5 separate regions of the Mus musculus genome follow, and all the other regions are linked to region 4. Evidence: chromatin contacts called from public HiCAR-type, HiChIP or PLAC-seq and promoter capture Hi-C data. All regions are on one chromosome and are shown on one strand. The core of a region is the stretch at or near the end of the contact, and the rest is flanking DNA. Distances in the headings are between cores, read along the strand shown.

Evidence for each region. Promoter capture Hi-C pulls out the DNA fragments that hold promoters and counts their contacts. HiCAR-type assays count read pairs that join an accessible place to other places. HiChIP or PLAC-seq counts read pairs in DNA pulled down with a chosen protein or histone mark.
Region 1: a contact with region 4 is called in a HiCAR-type map of astrocytes, with 4 times the contacts expected there. The contact joins the promoter of Nefh here to the promoter of Pes1 in region 4. A contact is called at or near these places in 2 of 39 promoter capture datasets (hippocampal neurons and liver) and 1 of 115 datasets of contacts at active chromatin or transcription factors (astrocytes).
Region 2: a promoter capture Hi-C map of liver shows a contact between it and region 4, with 2.9 times the contacts expected there. The contact joins the promoter of Zmat5 here to the promoter of Pes1 in region 4. A contact is called at or near these places in 4 of 39 promoter capture datasets (the 3T3-L1 cell line, liver and pre-B cells) and 1 of 9 other capture datasets (macrophages).
Region 3: a contact with region 4 is called in an H3K27ac HiChIP or PLAC-seq map of embryonic stem cells, with 13 times the contacts expected there. The contact joins the enhancer-like site here to the promoter of Pes1 in region 4. A contact is called at or near these places in 4 of 39 promoter capture datasets (the 3T3-L1 cell line, hippocampal neurons and liver) and 2 of 115 datasets of contacts at active chromatin or transcription factors (both in embryonic stem cells).
Region 5: a promoter capture Hi-C map of pre-B cells shows a contact between it and region 4, with 1.9 times the contacts expected there. The contact joins the promoter of Mtmr3 here to the promoter of Pes1 in region 4. A contact is called at or near these places in 6 of 39 promoter capture datasets (the 3T3-L1 cell line, the HPC-7 cell line, hippocampal neurons and 2 more) and 1 of 115 datasets of contacts at active chromatin or transcription factors (extraembryonic endoderm stem cells).

Annotation. Positions count from the first base shown.
Region 1 is chr11:4,946,707-4,949,406 of GRCm38.p6, reverse strand. Nefh (neurofilament, heavy polypeptide) reads left to right here and starts at 1,343. Exons shown (of 4, transcript NM_010904.3): 1 at 1,343-2,349. The coding sequence starts at 1,473. It also overlaps a transcript of Ap1b1 not described here.
Region 2 is chr11:4,703,364-4,706,063 of GRCm38.p6, reverse strand. It overlaps Zmat5 (zinc finger, matrin type 5), which reads right to left and starts at 1,408. Exons shown (of 6, transcript NM_026015.3): 1 at 1,343-1,408. It overlaps Uqcr10 (ubiquinol-cytochrome c reductase, complex III subunit X), which reads left to right and starts at 1,720. Exons shown (of 2, transcript NM_197979.3): 1 at 1,720-1,907. The coding sequence starts at 1,758.
Region 3 is chr11:4,801,802-4,804,501 of GRCm38.p6, reverse strand. It overlaps Nf2 (neurofibromin 2), which reads left to right. Exons shown (of 17, transcript NM_001252250.1): 7 at 749-824. Among named protein-coding and RNA genes, the nearest start is that of Nf2, 46 kb to the left of the region's middle. Within about 2 kb of position 1,376, at least 95 of the 459 cell types and tissues checked have an H3K27ac peak or open chromatin away from gene starts, as enhancers often do. A contact at or near this core is called in embryonic stem cells and hippocampal neurons, where this site is marked.
Region 4 is chr11:3,962,594-3,965,293 of GRCm38.p6, reverse strand. It overlaps Pes1 (pescadillo ribosomal biogenesis factor 1), which reads right to left and starts at 1,319. Exons shown (of 15, transcript NM_022889.3): 1 at 1,234-1,319. The coding sequence starts at 1,257.
Region 5 is chr11:4,593,385-4,596,084 of GRCm38.p6, reverse strand. Mtmr3 (myotubularin related protein 3) reads left to right here and starts at 1,295. Exons shown (of 19, transcript NM_001373897.1): 1 at 1,295-1,482.

The sequences.
Region 1 (2,700 bases), core at 94-2,593, 980 kb before region 4:
GGTGCTGAAGCGATAGCGGCACGGGCGGCTCCGTCCACTAACACCGCTTTTGACCGGAAAACCAAACCAAGAACGAGCCGTATAATAAAGCAAGAGCTCCAAGTCTAAGCCCCTCCGCCGTCCCCGCCCTTTCACCTGAAGCCTCAGTAGGGCTCATGATGGAGGTCGGTGGACTTTGGTACTGAAAAACCACTCCACCACTTCCTCGGAGCATGAAAGGGGATGCTTACGGCAGTACTGGTTCATCTATTCTGGAAAAGGAATGAGATGCCAAGATAAAGCAGAAAAATCGGGCAAGGAAGGGAGAAAGACAAAGTTCTCAGGTGAGAGGAACTGGTTACTATTCCGACTGGCAATATGTGGGTTCTCCTCCCCAAAATCAGCCAGACATTTCCCAAGTTCGAACCTCCTAGGGGCACATGGGAGCTTGGAGCTGCATCTTGTCTCTTGCACACAAGGGAAAACCAAACATAGGAGAACACAATTTGTACAAGGTCATTCAGCTAGCGAAGCACAGAAGCTAACCCCACCCTGTGGCAGAACTTGGCTTCGGTGTTGAGGCTCTTGCTGCCTACTGAGGGACCCCCTGTTCTTCGTAGGCAGTTTTCCTTTCCGGGCAAGAGGAGACTCCACTTTCCAGTCGTGGCCACTGGAATTTTTAGAGAGCACCACGTTCCTCTCACCCAGCGCTCCCTTTCTCCGTCTGCAGTGTTCTCCTTCTCAGGGTAGCTTTGCGGTCCTTTCAAACTCCACGCCCACCCCAACCCCAACCCCGAAGCCAGCTGTACAGTTCCTTAAGCCCCTTTGGGTGGCCCAGGGCCGCTGTAGTATCTGGGGAACACTGCACCGCCAGCTAGAAGGTCCCCATTTATCATCAGTAGCATCCATCATGCAACCCCATACAGAATCCCTTCGTGGGTGACTGCAGTCTGCACTCCTCATCTCAAGGTCCTCTCTAACTATCAGGGAACCAACCCTGTGCTGCTTCTCAAGTGGGGGTGTCCTCTCATAGTAATCACTGCAGTCTCCCACTGCTTCAACCCGAAGGCGCCCTGACCCATCAGTTCTGCAATCCTCTCCCTATTTCCAGTGCCCTCTCTTATTCTGAGGGTCTTATTCTGACTAATAGGGTCTTCCGACATGCACCTGGAGGTCTGCACTTGTCCGCTCCGGAAGTCCTTTACTCCTTGGTCTGACCTCGGGAGGCTCTACTGACGATGCGTCGATTCCCCTTCACTCCTGGGTCGTCCCCCCCAGCCCCGCCCCTCTCACTGCGGAGAAGCCGGTCGGCCCGGGGCCGCGGGGGAGGAGGTGGAGAGGGTGGGGCCCTCCTCCCCAGCCCCCCACTGCCGAGGGGCCGGACCGGGCCACCGCGGATATAAAAGAGCCGGAGTCCCAGAGCTGCCGCAGTGCTGCCTGCCCCGTCCCAGCCCCGCACTCCCGCTCCGCTGGCGGCCGCACCTGCTCCGGCCATGATGAGCTTCGGCAGCGCCGATGCGCTGCTGGGCGCCCCGTTCGCGCCGCTGCACGGAGGCGGCAGCCTGCACTACTCGCTGAGCCGCAAGGCAGGCCCGGGCGGCACGCGCTCCGCGGCCGGCTCCTCCAGCGGCTTCCACTCGTGGGCGCGGACGTCCGTGAGCTCCGTGTCCGCCTCACCCAGCCGCTTCCGCGGCGCCGCCTCGAGCACCGACTCGCTAGACACCCTAAGCAACGGCCCAGAGGGCTGCGTGGTGGCGGCGGTGGCGGCGCGCAGCGAGAAGGAGCAGCTGCAGGCTCTGAACGACCGCTTCGCGGGCTACATCGACAAGGTGAGGCAGCTCGAGGCGCACAACCGCAGCCTGGAGGGCGAGGCGGCGGCGCTGCGGCAGCAGCAAGCCGGCCGCGCCGCCATGGGCGAGCTGTACGAGCGCGAGGTGCGCGAGATGCGCGGCGCCGTGCTGCGCCTCGGGGCGGCGCGCGGGCAGCTGCGCCTGGAGCAGGAGCACCTGCTGGAGGACATCGCTCACGTCCGCCAGCGGCTGGACGAGGAGGCCCGGCAGCGTGAGGAGGCGGAGGCGGCGGCGCGCGCCCTGGCGCGCTTCGCGCAGGAGGCGGAAGCGGCGCGCGTGGAGCTGCAGAAGAAGGCGCAGGCGCTGCAGGAGGAGTGCGGCTACCTGCGGCGCCACCACCAGGAGGAGGTGGGCGAGCTGCTCGGTCAGATCCAGGGCTGCGGGGCCGCGCAGGCGCAGGCTCAGGCCGAGGCTCGCGACGCCCTCAAGTGCGACGTGACGTCGGCGCTGCGGGAGATCCGCGCGCAGCTCGAAGGCCACGCGGTGCAGAGCACGCTGCAGTCCGAGGAGTGGTTCCGAGGTGCGCGGGAGCGCGGGGTGGGAAGGGGTCGCCCCCTCCTGGCGGAGCAGTGAGCAGCCCGAGAGGACTCCTCTCAGAAGTAGCTAGACCCGCTGCGAGGTGCATGCCACCTGACAAAGTAGCGGTTTTACCCAGACCCTCCCTTGGGGCGCCCCAACTCTGGATTTTCCTTTAGAAAAAGGAAACCACCCTCCACATTTTTTATGTCTGTAATTAAACACCGGGGCCAACCCCTGTGCCCCACACACTGTTAGACCCCAGATTCAGACTGATCTCCCATCTGAAATGGAGCAAGCCCCGTCTGGACCCAGCGTATCAGGTATCCAGCAGCCGCTTGCCATGCCAACTCTG
Region 2 (2,700 bases), core at 159-2,658, 740 kb before region 4:
TTAAAATAACCAAAACCAAATCTATAAACACACAATTTACAGGTCAGGCATGATAGTGCTTGTCTATAATTTTAGCCTTCCAGAGATAGCAGAGACAGGAGGATCACCAGGAGTTAAAAGTCAGGCTGATTTATGTAGCTGGTTCCAGGCAAGCCAGAGCAAGTGTAAAACCTTTTCTCCATACAAACAAACACAAACCATTTAGTCTCTGTAGTCAAATCTTAATTTATCTCTAGATGTTAATTCCTATTTTTGTTTCTTGGTTTGGTTTGGTTTTTCAGGACAGGGTTTCTTTGTGTAGCCCTGGTTGTCCTGGAATTTGTAAACCAGGCTGGTCTTGAACTCTGAGACCCACCTGCATCTGGAGTGCTGAGACTAAAGGCACCCACAACCGAGCCCACCTCTTAATTCTACCTTTCTTGCACACTTCTGCTAGCTTGCTCTGTCTATCCTACCTACCAAAATGCATCTCAAATCTGACCATTATTCTAAACCTCTCTACTCTAAATTACCTACCTCTGCAATTTCTTCTCTTCAGTTTTTGCTCTAGCAAGAAGTCAGAACGATAACATTAAAATGTAAATAGACCTCAAAGCATTCCAGCTTAAACCCATTCAGTGACTCCCTAGTGCAATTAGGAAAAGAATGACTCCTTACCCAGGACGGGATTCAAGGCCAGACTAGAGATGACTTCAGGCCACCTACTCATTAGAGGCCACTCTACACTTTCTCAAGCACCCCAGCAGTGCAGTTGCCTCTAGAAACATTATCCTGTTTACCCTGCTACAATATATTCAGTCCTCCATTAAGCGGCTACTCAGGTTTAAAGAGCAAGCAATCCGTCCAAGCATTTGGGTTTTCTCTTTTACAAAGTATTAGTTTCCAGAAGTGCTGGGCTTCCCCATCGCCCACGCACCACGGCCAGAGCGCTCCAGGAGAGCTGGGAACCTTTCTTTTACTGGGGATCATCTCAAGACCCCGAGGGGATACTCAGAAAAGTACGGTGCCTTTTACAACCAGGTCACCCATCTCCGAAGCCGGGGTTCTTGGCTTTAAAGCCTACGCTCTGGAGAACAGGAAGCAAGTGCAAAGCCACTTTCCCCCCTGAGACGTGGCTTAAGAGTTAGAACTGCAGGACCCGACTTTTGCCACCCCCAAACCTACATCTGGAGTAGGTTCAAAGGACGTTAGGCAGAGAGTCGAGATGCAGCCACAGAAACTCAGGTTCCCTGCCTCTGTATTCACTCCCCATGCCAGAAAAAGCGGATAGCGCGGACTTAGAATGAAATGCCTACTCTTCTGATTGGGAAAAGAGCCTAAAACTTGGACGCGGATGTCTCACCAAAGATACCTGGTTCCGGGCTCCTCCTCTTGAGTCCTCGCGTTGCGCTCTGCTCGCTGGGATTTGTAGTCCTTCCTAAGGTACCGAGAAGGCGGAATACGAAGGCGAGACAGCACTGGGGAAGATGGGTAAGCTAAGGGGCTTTCGGGACTTGTAGTTCAAAATAGCCAAACGCAGGAAATGGTTGAGGAGAAAAACTGAGAAATAAGTCTTATCAAATTTTGGTTGTGTGGAATATGAACATTGTAATAAACTGTTACCCTGTGCACATTATCAGTTTCTTTAATGGTTCAAAATGTCGACTCTGAGATACAGAGAAACTACAATTCCCATAAAGCAGGGCGCGTTGAAACTTTTGGAGCAAGACATTGGGTTCTACGCAAGCGCAGTGGCGCGAGTTCGGCAGTGAGGCAACATGTCGTCGCCGACGATCCCTTCGCGCCTGTACTCCTTGCTGTTCCGCAGAACTTCCACCTTTGCCCTCACCATCGCAGTGGGCGCCCTGTTCTTCGAGCGAGCCTTCGATCAGGGCGCAGACGCGATCTACGAGCACATCAACGAGGGGGTGAGGGCCTGGGCCATCCTGACCTTGGGCCCGCCTGAAGGGTGACTGGGAGGGAGGTAGGACGGAACTCAATCAAGTCTTACCAGGTCTGGGGTGAACTGTGCCCGTTAATACATCTATTTCTCTTGACATGGTGCGAGGCCTAATTGGTATGTCCTGTCACACAGTTCCACATATTCATTTGCGAAAGCTAACTCCTGACTCCTGAGACATCAGAGGACTTACGGGTCTGAACCACTCCATTAAGTCGGTGGTGAGTTGGAACTCCGACCCCTGCCGTCCTTGCTAGTTTCAAGGGCAGATTTCAGCAAGGCAGTCGTTAAAAGTAGGTCTCCTTAGACCATGTGGCTGACCTTTTAAAATTGATGTTTCAGTTCCGAAGGCCGCCCACGTAGGCTCTTTGGATTAAACGTGAAGACTATGAAACCTCAAGCCCTAACTGGCAATACTGGACTTAAAGCACTTAACCGTGGTATTGAATAAAGGTCATAGTGGATCAAAGATCCTGGGATACAGATGAGGTGCTACCGTTCATACTTAATGATACCACTGAAAGATAGCATCCTGGGAAAATGTGGGGATGAATATAAAGTAGGAAATGGCGAGCCCTCTTTGACTTAACTGTCCCACACTCTGTGCATGTTTTATGTCAAAGGTTGTGAGAGTATTGGGGAAGGTATGTTACTGATGGCCAGCATGTTCATCGACTGGTTTCTTTTTCTCGAGACAGGGTTTCTCTGTGTAGCTATTGCTGTCCCGGAGCTAGATGGTAGACAAGGCTTGGCCTTAGACT
Region 3 (2,700 bases), core at 127-2,626, 840 kb before region 4:
AGGGTGAATTTTTAAATCCATTCGAGAGTGTTTCGAGATGAGAGAGAGGACAAGAACAAGGTCACAGGGAAGCTTGAGTTAAATACTTCAGTACTTTTACCTCTCAGGGAGTTTTCTGCAAGTCACTGCTGCATCCAGAGCTTGCTTTAAGCTCGACTTACAACACAGAAGCATTCACCTACTGGCCTGGGTTTTATGGCTCAGATAGTTCTTGCCTTAATCTTCAGCAGTAACCCAAGAGATAAAACCAGGAAAGTGGGTGTTGTCAGCTTCTAGAGAGGCCCCTTCATTACTGAAGCTCTAGGTTAAGGAAGTACACAGAGACAGGCAGTGACTTCGTGCATTTGAGGTCGGAAAGAATGAATGCACTGTGGCTTTGTTTTTTCTTTCTGCCAATGCCGGGGATGGAACCTAGAGCTTTGCGCATGCGGAGTGAGTGCTTTGCTGCTGAGCTACACTCCCAGCCCCCACGTTCTTTTTTTTAAATCACTTGAGACAGATGTCACTATTTACCAAGGCCAGAGTGTGAAATTGAAGCCAAGAGTCAGTGTAATGAATCTGTTTTCTTATTTTCACGGGGATGGGAATCTCTGGGTTGAGAAAAGTGTTGCTGTGTCTGGTCTGTCTCATCTTCTGCAGGTCCCTTCTATCTCACCAGAGGCATGCTCAGAATATTTGACTTGGCAAGAGTCTGTCCTTCATCCTTGTCACTTAGCCCTAATAATGGTGTCTTCTATTCTCCTCACAGGGATGAAGCTGAAATGGAGTATTTGAAGATAGCTCAGGACCTGGAGATGTATGGTGTGAACTACTTTACAATCCGGGTGCGTTGACTCCTTCCCCAGTTCCCTGGCTCTCAGAAAGACTGAGTCGAGGCCACACAGGCAGATGGGTCACTTCCTCATCCCAGGGTGCTTAGAGTCTTTATGGTTCAGTAGTAAAGAAGAAACGGGAAGACAAGGTCGAGAGCCTGGTTTCATTTGGGGCTTCGAATTAGATCAGAAATAGATCAAATTAAGTGTCATTGGTACCCTGAGGGACTCAGGCCCGGTTCTCTTCTTAGCAGAGACCTGTTGGAATGCTGGCCATGTAATGTTTGATTATTCCGGCCTCTTGGGAAATCCAAGGAGCACCTGGAAATAATGTCTTTCCCCGGGGCCCACTGCTCTTAGAGATTCCTAATTTGTTTGGGTGGAACTCTTGTTCTCACTGTGAGGCTAATTAGTTTTCTATTCAGACCATTAATGGTCTGCAGGCCTCCGGGAACCATGCCTCTGCAGAGAAAGGCATTTGTGTTCTGTTCAGGTCTGGCCCTAGAGCGTGTTTCTCGCTCGTTGGGGGATTTGGCTGCTGGCTGCGGTATTCATGGCTTCCTCCAGAGGAGCACATGCCAAGTACCGGGCTTTTCCTCACTGCTGGGTGGCGGGTGCCAGGAAGCTTGGCTACAGAGGAGTAGCCATTGAAGGTCAGCTGCAGCCATCCCCTGGACTATCCCACAAACTCTTTGCTTCCCCCTTTTGGGGTCCTACAGACAGCCTTTATGTTAACGTTGAGTAAATTGAATTAAGCATGATTTCAGTATTCTAGGATAGCTTTCTACTTAATTTGTTTCCTAAATGCAGGTTTTTGTGGATTTTTTTTTTTTTTTTTTTTTTTTGCATTAAAAATCAGGGCATAAGCCGGGTGTGGTGGTGCACGCCTTTAATCCCAGCACTTGGGAGGCAGAGGCAGGCAGATTTCTGAGTTCAAGGCCAGCCTGGTCTACAGAGTGAGTTCCAGGACAGCCAGGGCTACACAGAGAAACCCTGTCTCAAAAAAAACCCAAAAGGCTGGTGAGATGGCTCAGTAGCTAAGAACACTGACTGCTCTTCCAAAGGTCCTGAGTTCAGGAACCACATGGTGGCTCACAACCACCGGTAATGAGATCTGACGCCCTCTTCTGGTGTCTGAAGACAGCTACAGTGTACTTATGTATAACAATAAATAAACATCTTAAAAAAAACTTTAAAAACAAAACAAAAAACAAACAAACAAACAAAAAAACCAGGGCACACTGAAATGTACTACCACAATAAGCAAGGGCCTAAAAGATATTTTACTTGTAGCAGGACCTGAGTTCAAGTCCCAGCTCGTGGTTTGGGAGGCTCACAATTGCCTGACATTCCAGCTCCAGGGGATCTGAGGCCTGTGGATTCTGAGGGCACTTGCACTTATGTGCACAGACACAGAAATACGTAACTAAAAACCATCAAAATAAGAACAAATCTTTAAAAAAATAAGAATAAAAAAGAATGCAGAAGGTTGTTTCTCGTGTGTCATGAGGGCCAGTGAGATGGAGTAGTAGATAGGCAATTGCTGCCAGGCCTGACATGCTGAGTTCAGGTCATGGAATTCACACGGTGAAAGGAGAGAACTCTTGTTCTTACTGTACGGCACATGGTCCTATGATCTTCACATGTGTGCTGTGGCATAAGCATGCATTCACACAACACACACAAATTAGTAAGTATTAAATAATTAAAAGTTTTATTAGTTTGTGTTTGACATCTGTTTCTTTGAGGTTAGACTAATGCATTTCTGTGGTTTTGTCTCTTGCCCACCACCAACATTAATTGTTTAAAAGAAAAAAGCATTTGCAATCCTTAGAAAATGGATTTCTTGGGCTAGGCAGTGGTAACACACACTTTTAATCTGAGCACT
Region 4 (2,700 bases), core at 70-2,569:
CTTCTTCATTCCTATCCCAAAGTTACTTCATACCCACAGTCTCCTTACAGAAGCAAGAATAACTCAGATCAAGTCACTTACTTTCTTTGTCTTCTCCACTCAGAATAAGTTCCAGCCTCACATGATACGGCCCCAGCCTCACCTAGACAGCACCTCACTTATTTACATCTCACAGCCATGCTACTGTCTGTCCAAAACCCTGCACACCACCTGCCTCTCTTTCCTACTGGCCGTGGAATTCACTTCTGTTTTCTCTGCTAAGCACTTCTGAATGAAAAAAGAAAAACAGCAAGCTTTCACATTAATTATGATTAAGAAGCTTAAACTTGGGAAACAAGGTTGCATAGGAAGAAGAAACTGTCTCTAATCTGAGACAACAGAGCTAAAACTGCACTGACTTCTGCTTTTAACCTGCTCACCCTTTCCCCTTTTCTAAAGAAAAAAAAAAAAAAGGTCATTTTCTCCCTTGAGAATTGAGCACCACCAATATCACACGGATAGCAAGTTCCATCTGCTAAAGATAAAACTATCATAACCAGAGCCTGTAAAGGAACAAAAGGGTCATCCTAAAATATAAGATTGTGACAACGCCTAACCCCATATAAACCATCAAACACAGAGACGGCTAAGAGACGGCTGGAAGCTACAGCTGCACGCTGATATTAGTCTCTCCTTTCTCTGAGTGCCGAGAATTCTCTTAGGGGAAGGTTGGGGACCATCCACACTTCCCAACATTTTCATGCCCCAGACTAAAGTGTTCTTTAAGTACTGATTTCCACTAAAATGCTACGTCAGAAGAGGACCTACAAGACAACACTAATCGGATTAAGCGCCTGTTGATACTCTCCACTCTACTGCTCCTCCCTCCCTCCCTTTCTCAGGAGCGCACTTAAAAACCCTTAGCCACTTTATCTGAAGTTGACACTGGGAAAGCGGGGCCGCATCTGACTGCTTACTTCTCAATTCCCAGTACCTAGGACCGGGCCTGGCTCAATTAAGAAAGTCCCAAGTCTTGATAATGAATTCTACGTCCCGTTGGTCACTGATCACTCTTTTGGCGGCTCCGCCTGTCTCCACAACTCCTTCCACAGAAAGCCCGTCACAGTTCTTCCCGGCTTCCAGGGGCCTACGTGCAGAAGGTTCGCTCCGGCGGCCGTCTCAAGACTTCTCGGTCCCCAGAGGCCAGGGAAAGTGATAAAGCCGGAGCTCCGACCTCCGCTGGAACTCACTCACCTTCTTCTTCTCCAGACCTCCCATAGCTCCACGTTGAGAAATTCAAGGCAGCCAGAACACCAGAGCTACTTCCTCCCGCACGTGCCCTGCCTAGGGCCCTGAAGGACCCCACGCCGCCAGCTGAGGGCTGTCTGAAAATATGCCTGTACAAATCCAGAGAAAGTTGTGCTTTTGGCGACCTCGTTATTTACAACCAAATTCTCTAAAGCTCAACAATTGTGGTAGTTCTTTCAGTTCTTTTCTTAGTTACCAAAATCTATAGACAAGCTTTAAAGCAACATGGAAATTTAGGCAGTTTTATAAGCACCCTAGACACGGTTGTTTGAGCACGCGAGCCCCAGTGCATTTTGGGATACAGCAGGACTGAAGGGATGGGAGACAGACAGCCCGGAGCCTTCTGGGATTCAGAGAGCTCTGTAGTTTGGCCTCTAATCCAGAGATCCGCCTGCCTCTGCCTCCAGAGTACTGGGATTAAAGATGTGTGTCACCACGCCTGGCTGATGTTTTCTTTAAAAACCAAACCAACCAAACAAACAAACAAAAACAGAAATGCTCACTAAACCTAAAGCTACTAGTTTTTGTAATGCTAGGCCAGTGAGTTTAAGGGAGTTCAATTGTCATGGCAACGGTTGCTAGGCGTTGTAAACCCAGCTGACCAGATTTTGCCTTGTTGACCTTAGATTCAGCTGCACCTAGTTTGTTCAAGTTAGAATAAAATAGAGCAAAGGCCGACCTTTGACCTCCCACGGACACGGAGAGGGTCTAAGGAACTGCTTATATTTGGGGAATGAGTTGAGGCAGAAGGGACGGATCTCTGTGAGTCCGAGGCTAAGTTCCAGGACAGCGAGGGTATTGAGTGACGCACTGTCGAAACAAAACAAAAATGAAAAGAAAGAAAAATAATGGAAGGCATAGCATGATGGTGGTGCCTGTAATCCCAGCACACAGGAGTCTGAGGCTGGGAGAGCACAAGTTTCAGGCCAGCCTGTGCTAGAGATAGTGTTTCAAAACAACAAAACCAAGAAAACAAAACAGGACTGAGGAGATGGCCCAGTGGACAGAATTCCTGACATGCAAGCATAAGGATATGGAGTTCAGATCTGCAACACACACATAAAAGTTGTGCGCACATTTAAAACATATCATTCCATCTATAAAGATAATTTTTAAACTTATGAGATCTGATGATAGGTTTAAGTCAGTCTTAAAGGTGGTAATTTCATGTTTATAAAAAAGTTAAAATTTATGACTTTTTTATCAATTTCCTTTAAATTTTATTACTTTTACTTCAAAATGTTAAAAAAATTCTTGGTTTTCTGCTTAAAGTCATGTATAGCTGAAATGTAACTTTGAAAGATGAGTTTAATAAGAATGAACATTCTCTTTATCAGTATTTATAAGAGTGGTTTTGTATACTTGATACAGTAAGCATATTTATCTCTTTAAAAAAGAAACTGTGATTTCCAT
Region 5 (2,700 bases), core at 46-2,545, 630 kb before region 4:
CTTGGAGGGCGGTGGGAAGTCTTTGCTAACTGATCTGTGATGTAGTGCCTTCCTTGACCTTCCTTGAGATTCTGTGATGTGGTGGGTAGCCCAGAGAGTAATAGGACAGTTTGTGTTGTTATCTGGGCCTGGGTTTGAAGTTTAAGTTAAATTCAACTTATTCTGGGTTTTACTTTTTTTTTGTTTGTAAAATAAAGATAGGCCTGACCATTTATGAAGATTCAACTAGATAAATATAAACACTTGCTCTTCCATAATTAGGAGATTTGTCTGGCTATTGTGTTGTGCAATTTTAGGTTCTGGAGACATAATGACAAATAAGACAGCATCCTTTTTTTCTAATTATTCTTAAACTCCAGTGGGGGCAGAGAGGCAATAATGTTGAATACAAAGAAACAAATAATGGGGGGGGGGAGATAAACAATTTAACAAATACAGGGATAAATTTCATTTACTTGTCTTCTGATAAAAAATCAAGGTCATGTTAAAATTCATCTAAGGAAGTGAAATATCTTTGAGGATTTGTTAGGACCTAAGCCAGTAGATCTCAACCTTTAAACGCTGTGACTTTAATATAGTTCCTCACGTATGCTGACTCCCAACTTACTTTCCTCGCTAATTTATAACTGTAATTTTCTACTACCATGAATCATAATGTAAATATCTGAGGTTCAGGATATTTGAGACCCCGAGGACTGCTGACCTAAAATAAGGTATTACAGTGTTAGACTATGGGGCTCTTCTGGAGGCCAGTCAAAGTAGGGATTCTTTTCCCCCTTGCTTTTCTTTGAGCACTGAGGTTTTTTTTATTAGGAGCTGGCGTTGAGGCAGTTTGAACTTGTATTCTGGGCATAACTTATAGCACACTATATTTACATGCACGGTATTAAGTTAGTTTTATATTGACTATACTTGCTGGGGATATAATATCACTACTGTTCTTAGTTTTAATAGAAAGTAGAGTAAGCTGAAGTGCTGTCTTGGTCCATTAAGTTGGAAAAGAAGCCTGAAAAATCTTTCTAAACCTTGTTTTTCTTTTTCTTAATTCGTAACGGTTTATTTATTCACTTCTCATTTTTCTTTTCTTCCTCCTGACGCTTCTCTGCAGCCACAGTCTGGTGACTTGCAGCCCCGCCCACATCCTGGGGCGTGACCAACGAGCCAGGCCCCGCCCTCGCCCATCCCGTGACGGCCAGTCTTCCCCCCCGCCCCCCATCCCACAGCGGACAGCGCGCCGGAGCGTGCGCGCGCGCCCCCGCTCTCAGCTCCGATCGGTCTCGGGAGCGCGCTCTGTGTGGCCGCTGCCGCCATGTTGTTGTGGTTGTGAGAAGGCGGCGGCGGCAGCGGCGGCGGCGGCGGCGGAGCAGCCGGCGGAGACGCTCCAGCGGCCCAGGCGCTGGCCCCCGCCGACCCTGGCTGGCAGCCTCCTGGGGTGGCGGAGGAGGCCCTGCGGTGGCGGGCCTCGCCATGTCCTGCCGCCTGGTAAGAAGCCCACCCTCCGGCTCTGGTGGCGAGGAGGTGCTGGAGGAGGGGCGGACCTGGGCCGAGTGCGGCGGCTGTCACCGGCCGGGGAGGCGGCGGCGGGCCGAGGGCTGGGTTGGCCGCGGCCTCCCGGGGCAAGCTCTCAGAATGGAGCACCGAGGCCCGGTCGGGCGAGTCGGGGGAGGCGGGGTCGCCGAGCTCGGCGGCCATCCTGAACCTGGCGGTGGGTAACACTCGGAGTGTTGGGAGCTGCGGCTGGGGCGCCCTGGAAAACGCTCCCGGGCCTCCGGGAGGTGAGCGTGTGGCCCGAGGCCCTGGTCGAGACCGTGGGAGTCCTTAGTGGCGAGAGGCCGGAGGTCGTGCTGTTGGAAACCACGGGCGAGCTGTGCGGGCCTCAGCCTAACTGCAGCAGGGCATCCTCCTGACCTGGTAGTGCTTGAAGGGGAACGAAGGTCCAGGGGTGGTTGGAGGAGCTCGGGGAACACTGCTCAAGTAGCTCTGCAAAAGATCAGTATTATTTCTTGGGTTGAAATTGTACTGGATGTATTGCATTTCATGACCCAAGATGGTATTGTTGGGGCCAGAAAACTTATTTCAAAAATTGGAAGTAGAGTTTGCACACTCTGTTAGGCCACCAGGAGTCAGATCATCTCACTTGTGAGTTTTACACACAGGTTTCTGTTAGATATTAATGTTCAGTCATTGTCAGAATGAAGTTTACGTTTTTATTCTTCTTACTATCTTGACATCCACTTGGCTTTTTGACATTTAGGGTCTTTTTTTTTTTTTTTTTTGTATTAAAAGTGCATGTGTTCTTGTAGTGGAGGCTCAGCCTCGTTCCTCTTGTGAACAGTGAGCCGTCAGAAGTTACGATTGAATGGTAGATGGTTCTGTATCAAAATGATCTTGTTTGTGGGGATGTGAAGGAGGCCTTCTTTGAGATTCTGCAATGTTTCTGTGTTTTTTACTTGGAAACCAAATAACATGCGTTGATGGCCAGTGAAAGACTTCTTTTCCATGCTTGACTGAGTAGAAGAGTTTACAGAATGACACCGTTGTGGGTAAACACTATGCAATATGTTATTAAACTAAATTTGGAAGCTTCTAGAAGGTTAGAGTGATTGCCTATGAAGACATATTTCACCCCTACCATTTTTACTTTTTAGGTAACTGTGAGCAGCATAATGAATTTGTTCACAAGGCATCAGAACACATTTT